Linked DNA regions of Anser cygnoides: region 1 is linked to region 2. A link is a contact called in public Hi-C data. All regions are on one chromosome and are shown on one strand. The core of a region is the stretch at or near the end of the contact, and the rest is flanking DNA. Distances in the headings are between cores, read along the strand shown.

Evidence for each region. Hi-C and Micro-C count contacts between places; a contact is called where the count stands out from the background.
Region 1: a contact with region 2 is called in a Hi-C map of granulosa cells, with 2.1 times the contacts expected there. The contact joins the promoter of COPS5 here to the promoter of VCPIP1 in region 2. A contact is called at or near these places in 3 of 7 Hi-C or Micro-C datasets (granulosa cells and liver).

Annotation. Positions count from the first base shown.
Region 1 is chr2:127,373,668-127,376,757 of Taihu_goose_T2T_genome, forward strand. It overlaps COPS5 (COP9 signalosome subunit 5), which reads right to left and starts at 1,664. Exons shown (of 8, transcript XM_048061781.2): 1 at 1,494-1,664; 2 at 1,158-1,392. The coding sequence starts at 1,660. It overlaps CSPP1 (centrosome and spindle pole associated protein 1), which reads left to right and starts at 1,803. Exons shown (of 30, transcript XM_066993065.1): 1 at 1,803-1,903; 2 at 2,472-2,657.
Region 2 is chr2:127,226,985-127,230,010 of Taihu_goose_T2T_genome, forward strand. It overlaps VCPIP1 (valosin containing protein interacting protein 1), which reads right to left and starts at 1,255. Exons shown (of 3, transcript XM_013172546.3): 1 at 1-1,255. The coding sequence starts at 1,108.

The DNA.
Region 1 (3,090 bases), core at 414-2,913, 150 kb after region 2:
CCAGATAAAATGAACCAGATTAAATAAATTATTTTGAAATTTTCTCATAAACAGGGATGACAAATTACTTCCCTCCCCTCAAAAAAGCTCTAGAATATACTTACCTTTGTTTTGTTTACTTTTTTCTAACATTATGATCCAGCCTAATTCACATTTATTTAAATATCTTTAACTAGATATAAAGCTGTGAATCTAAGTACAACTCTCCAAAACAACCCAAATACTTGCTGTGTTATCTCCAGTGACTTGGTAAGGGTCCTTTAATTTTAGCTGGTTTATAATACTTCTGGGATTAAAGGAAAAACAAAGGATAAACTAGGCCTCAAACTATTTGAGCTTGGACAGTTAAGAGGGATTTCAATGCTTATTCATGGCGTAAGATTGCCCTGTACTGGAAGAAGCGTACCAGTAGGTACCCTGATATACCAGCATGCTGGTTTCTAGATCGGCCACAGAGCACGTTTGTATTTCTGTCACTCTTCTGCATGCAAGATTTTTTACGGCATGCTGAGGCTTAACCTGACATGTCTAGGAGTACAAGGTGAGGAAGTGGGGCCAGACTTTGAGTCGGTTATCTCAATATCTGAATTATAAATCTGGATAATTAGGTTGCACTGGAAGTTATTTATTCCTTCAGTGGCTTTTTCCTCCAAAAATGTGTTTTGTTTATAAATATAGAGAACAGCAGAGTTGCTAGGCAGTGAGACTTCAGAAAGCAAGAAGGTGCAAACAAGTATCATATTCCTGATCTATAAATAATAAAATATTTTGGTGAGAAAATTACTAAGTTATATTTAATTTCACATACTGTTTTTAGAGAAGACACGTCAGATATTTTAGAAACACGCTCCCTTCTTGTTCCACTGACAAGCCACCAGCTGCAGCCACAGAAACACCTCCTGAGCAAGACGAGTCGCGAGGAAGGAGCAACCCAAGTTGTGAGGAAGGAGCAACCCAAGTTGTGAGGAAGGGAAGCAGTCAGGCACCTGCTGACCTCCAGACATGGAAACCAGCGTGCTCAGGGGCCGTGCTGCTGCCCTGCCGCAGCTCCCCGGCCACGTTAGGGCAGGCACACGGCGACCGGGCCGCCGGAGCAGCACGGGGAGCGGGCAGGGGCTCGCATGGCAGCCGTGCGGGCGGCGGGGAGCGGCTTTTACCTGCTTGGCGTTCTCGATGTACGCCGCCATGTACTCGTAGGCGGCCGCCTGCGCGTTGACGCGGGTCTCGGTGCCCTCCACCGGCAGGGCGAAGCTGTCCATGATGATCATGGTCTCGCCGTCCACCTTGCCCAGCATGAGCCCCATCACCTCCAGGTTGCCCCCGGACCTGGCGTGCATCACCATCTTGAGGAGGGCCAGCGCCGAGATCTTGCAGTACTTGAAGTAATGGTGGCTGAAAGAGACGGGCCGCCGGGGCGCTCAGCGACGGCCCCGGCCCCGACCGAGCCCCGGCCCCTCGCCGCCCACCCGCCCCGCGGCCCCGCTCTCTCTCACTCCTTGGTCCAGGGCTTGGCCGCCAGGATCTCCTGCTGCTGCTTGCGGTCGTACTTGTAGATCTCGTCGATGCTCTGCGCCTCCTGCATGTTGTTGGCCAGCTCCCACGTCTTCTGCGCCATCACGCTCCCGGAGCTGCCGCTCCCCGCCCCGGCCGCCGCCGCCATCTCCCCCCCCCAGCTCCCGGCCCGGCCCGGCCCGGCCCGGCTCGGCCTCACCCCGGCCGCCGGCGGAAGCAGGAGCCGCTGGGGGAGCACGGAGGAGCGGCGGAGCCCTGCGCCCCCAGCGGGCGGCGGCCGCGGCGGGCTGCCCGTCCTCGCTGCGGGGCCCGCCGGAGCCGCAGGGGGCGCTGCCGGCCGCCGGCCGCCGCTTTCCGGGGAGGCGGCGACGGGCGCGGAGGGCGGCCGCCGGTGAGCGGGGCGGCGGGGCCGGGGGTCGGGCACCCCCCCGGTGGTGGTGGTGGTGGTGTGGGGGGGCCGGGGAGCTGAGCAGGGCTCGGGCGTCCCCGGCCGGGGGGCAGCGGGCCCTGGGCGGCCTCCCGGGGGGAGCCGCTGGGTGCGCGGCCGTTGCTTGACAACGGGGCGCCGCGCCGGGAGGGGGCTGCCCCGCAGCGCCTCAGGGTGCCCCGGGCCGGGTTTGGTTTGGTTTGCTTGGGTTGGATTTGGTTGGGTTGGGTTTGTTTTGGTTTGGTTGGGGTGGCAGCAGCAGGCCGAGGGAGGGGGAGAGGCGTTGCGCCGAGCTGCCGCGGTGGGAGAAATAAACCTCTTCTGTCCCCGAAGGTTTCCCCAAATCGTTTTCTTTTCGGCCCAAAAGACGGGTTCTGGAGGAGGTAAACTCTTAGGGCGAGAGGAGATAACTCGTGAGGCTTGCCGGCTTGATGCTTTGATCATTAATTCCCTTCCTAGTTACGAAACACGTTGTTTTTAATTGGAGTTTATTCGTGAGCATCCAGACCGTGGGTGTTTTGTGCTTTTTCAGATAAGAATCAAAAAGAAAGGAAGGTGAAAGATACACAAACCATCCTTCTGACAGCGAGAGGTTCTTCTGCATGCTACTCAAAGGGAGAGAGAAGCAGCCAGTGCTGCCTGGCCTCAGGGTTCAGGAGGCGCGGGGGAAACTTTGAAAAATATTTCTGAGGGAAACAATTATGAGGCCATGTAACCTGTAAGTAAAATTACCGCACACGACATATAGTAGCTTGTTTAAAACACTTCACTTCCCTGCTGCCCTTGCTGCAGTTTATATGGAAGGGAATTGCCTCGTCTGGCTTTCCTGATGCACAAAATAGGCAGGATCTGCCTAAATAACATGGGCTGATTTCACGTCTTCTGCCCCACTTCCTTGAACAAATACAAGAGAAAAAGAAAGAGTAAAAAGGTGAATATTTCTTTAGGTGATAAAATATACACAGTATGCAAACAGATACAATACACGCAAAATAATACATATGCTAATAGGTGTTTTGAATGTCTTGAATGCAGACATACATTATTAATTGTGTTTGGGTGTAGATCCAGTATCCATCTCTGTTCAAACCTGACTTCTCTTGAATGTCTGTGTGCTTTCCGTTGCCTGGTGTATTTGATCAAGCTGAAGT
Region 2 (3,026 bases), core at 5-2,504:
AGGCTTTGGGAAGGAGCTTCCTAGGCAGTTTAGGTAAAGCAGCACCTTTTATTCCAACTAGAGGGATATAATGGTTACGCCCCGAACTACTCCACGCAATGCAGATCGGCTTGTTCAACATGCCGTCTTTCCCCATGCACTTCTCTAGGGGTACCAGGCCGGGGAGGAATGTCGCTGAATAATCCCCGGAGCTCCGCATTCCGCTCAGGGAGTCTAACAGGATGATAGGCCGGTGAAGCACGTTGGCCAGGCCGAAGATGTGGATGTTCCTGAGGCCCATCGGCACGCCTTCGGGAGGAACGAACAAGGGGTCGCACTCGTTGATGATGTCCTCCCACTCGGCTGCGTCGATAAAATCGTGGAAGAGCGCCTTGTAGTGGCTCAGGTTCTCCTCAAAGTGCTTCTTCAGGTTCTCCCGCAGCGCGTGCCAGAACAGCTCCCGGCCAACGAGCGCCCGCGAGACCGCGTGGACCAGGCAGTGGCCGTCCCCGTCCACGTGGACGGGGATGAGGCACTCCTGGCTGTTGTTGGCCTTCTTGATGTCCTCCAGAGTGTCGTGCAGGTAGACGAGGCTGCCCGAGCGGTCCTTGCCGTAGCCGATGGTTTCCACGTGCTCCGGCTCGATGAGGAAGGCGCGGTCGCCCAGCAGGGAGCAGTCAAAGATGTCTCCCTGGTTCATCTCCGTCAGCAGCTTGGCCTTGCCCGTCTGCTTGTCCATGCCGTAGCGGGCCAGGATGGGGGCCAGCAGCTTGCAGTGGTAGTTGGAGAGCCCCATGACTTTGACGAGCTCCGTGCTCCGGCGGGGCGGGCTGACGCCCAGCAGGGCGTTCCGCAGCAGGTTGTGCAGCACCACGTCGGGGTCCGTCACCTCCTCCACGGCCAGCAGCTGCCGCTGCTCGTGGCGCCGCCCGCAGTCCGTGCACTCGATGCTGCCGCCGCCCTGCGGCCCGGCGGCCGGGAAGAACAGCCGCGCCTGGCATTTGGGCTCGGGGCAGGTGCCCGAGAAGATGCGCCGCTCCCGCTTCTTGCCGCCGGCCGGCGGCGGCGCCGGCGCCTGCTGCTGAGGAGACGGCGGCGGCGGCGGCGGCTGCTGCTGGGGCTGGGACATCTCCGGCGCTGCGCTGCGCTGCGCTCCGCTCCCCGCCCCCCACCCCGGCCGCCGCAGCCCGGCTCCTCCTCACGGGCTCCCCGCCGCCGCCCGCCGCTGCCGCCCGCCGGCCCCCATCCGCCGCGGAAGCCGCCGGCACCGCCGCCGCCGTTGCCCGCAACGCAACGGCCGCTCGCACTTCCCCGCCGGCCGCGCAGGCGCCGCGCCGCCGGGGCCGTCGGGAAGGGGAGTCCCGGCCGGGAGGGCGGCCCCGCGGCGGGGAAGGGAGAGGGCAGGGCGCCGGGACTACGAGGGCCGTCGTGCAGCGCGGTCACGGGGAGAGCAGGGAGGGGAGAGCGGAGCCGGCTGCGCCGCCCCGCGGGGATTGTGGGAGTTGTAGTCTGCTGCCGGTGGGGAGCGCCCGTGGGGTCCGCCGGCGCTGCCATGGCGCTGACGCCGGGGCGGGGGGGGTGGCGGGGTCCAGCCGCCACCTCACCGCTGCGGGTGGCAGGCGGGGTGGCCTCACACCTGTGGGCAGCTCAGCGCCACACTGCTGCCTCACTGCCCCTCCTCACAGGAACAGGAGGAGAAAATACAATCGAAAAAGGCTCAGGGGGTGAGATAGGGACAGGGAGATCACCCACTAAGTACCATCATAGGCAAAACAGACTGAGCATAGGGAGATTAATATAATTTATTGCCTACTCATAACAGACTAGAGCAGTGAGAAACTAAAATCATACTAAAAACACCTTCCCCTCAAACACCCTCTTCTGCATCCTCCCCCCGAGGGGCACAGGGGAGCAGGGAATGGGGGCTGCGGTCAGTCCCTGTCGCTTCGTCTCCGCCGCTCCTTCACGGTCCCTCTCTGCCCCTGCTCCCCGTGGGGTCCCTCCCACGGGATGCCGTCCTGCCCGAACTGAGCCTGCGGGGGCTGCCCACAGGCAGCAGCTCCTCAAGAACTGCTCCCACACGGCTCCGTACCACGGGGTCCATCCCCCAGGAGCAAACTGCTCCAGCACGGGTCCCTCAAGAGTAGCAGCTCCCACCACATCCACCCGCTCCACCGGGGGCTCCTCCACGGGCTGCAGCGTGGAGATCTGCTCCGTGTGGGACCCGTGGGCTGCAGGGGGACAGCCTGCTCCACCAGGGGCCTCTCCACAGGCCGCAGGGGAACTGCTGCTGCCTGCCTGGAGCACCTCCTGCCCACCTTGTCCACTCACTGCTGTCTGCAGGGCTGGTTCTCTCACATTTTCTCACTCCTCTCTCCCAGCTGCTGTTGCACAGCAGATTTTTCCCTTCCTTAAATCGGCCCTCCCAGAGGCCCAACCAGCCAGCACTGGTCGCTGGCGCTGGCCAGAGGCAGGTCCCTTTGGAGCCGGCTGGAGCTGGCTCTGATCTGCCATGGGGCAGCTGCTGGGCTCTGCTCGCAGAGGCCACCCCTTCAGCCCTCCTGCTACCAAAACCTTGCCATGTAAACCCAATACAGGGGAGAGCCCCAAGGGCTTCCCAGCCATGGAGCTTTTCAACAAGCATCTCTGAACCTGCCTGTCCTCCCTGGCCAACTCCCGTGCAGCTACACCAGGCCCTGCCCCGGGGGTGAGCGGTGGCCATGGGAGGTGTGCCCCAGCTGCCAGCTGCAGATAGCGAGACACAGGAGGCCTCAGGGTGAGGTGTTAGCGCCAGTGATCCCGCCTGCTGGCGTCACACACACAGATAATGAGGGAGCAGAGGTGGTACGGACCTTATCTCCAGAAGCCATCTGAAATGGTACTTCACAGGCTGGGAGATGAGTGCCTGGAGAGCAGCTCAGCAGAAAGGGATCTGGGGTTGCTGGTCAACAGCAGGATCGACACGAGCCAGCAGCCTGCCCTGGCAGCCAAGAGGGCAAACTGCATTTTGGGGTGCATTAAACACAGCACAGCCAGCTGCTCAAAAG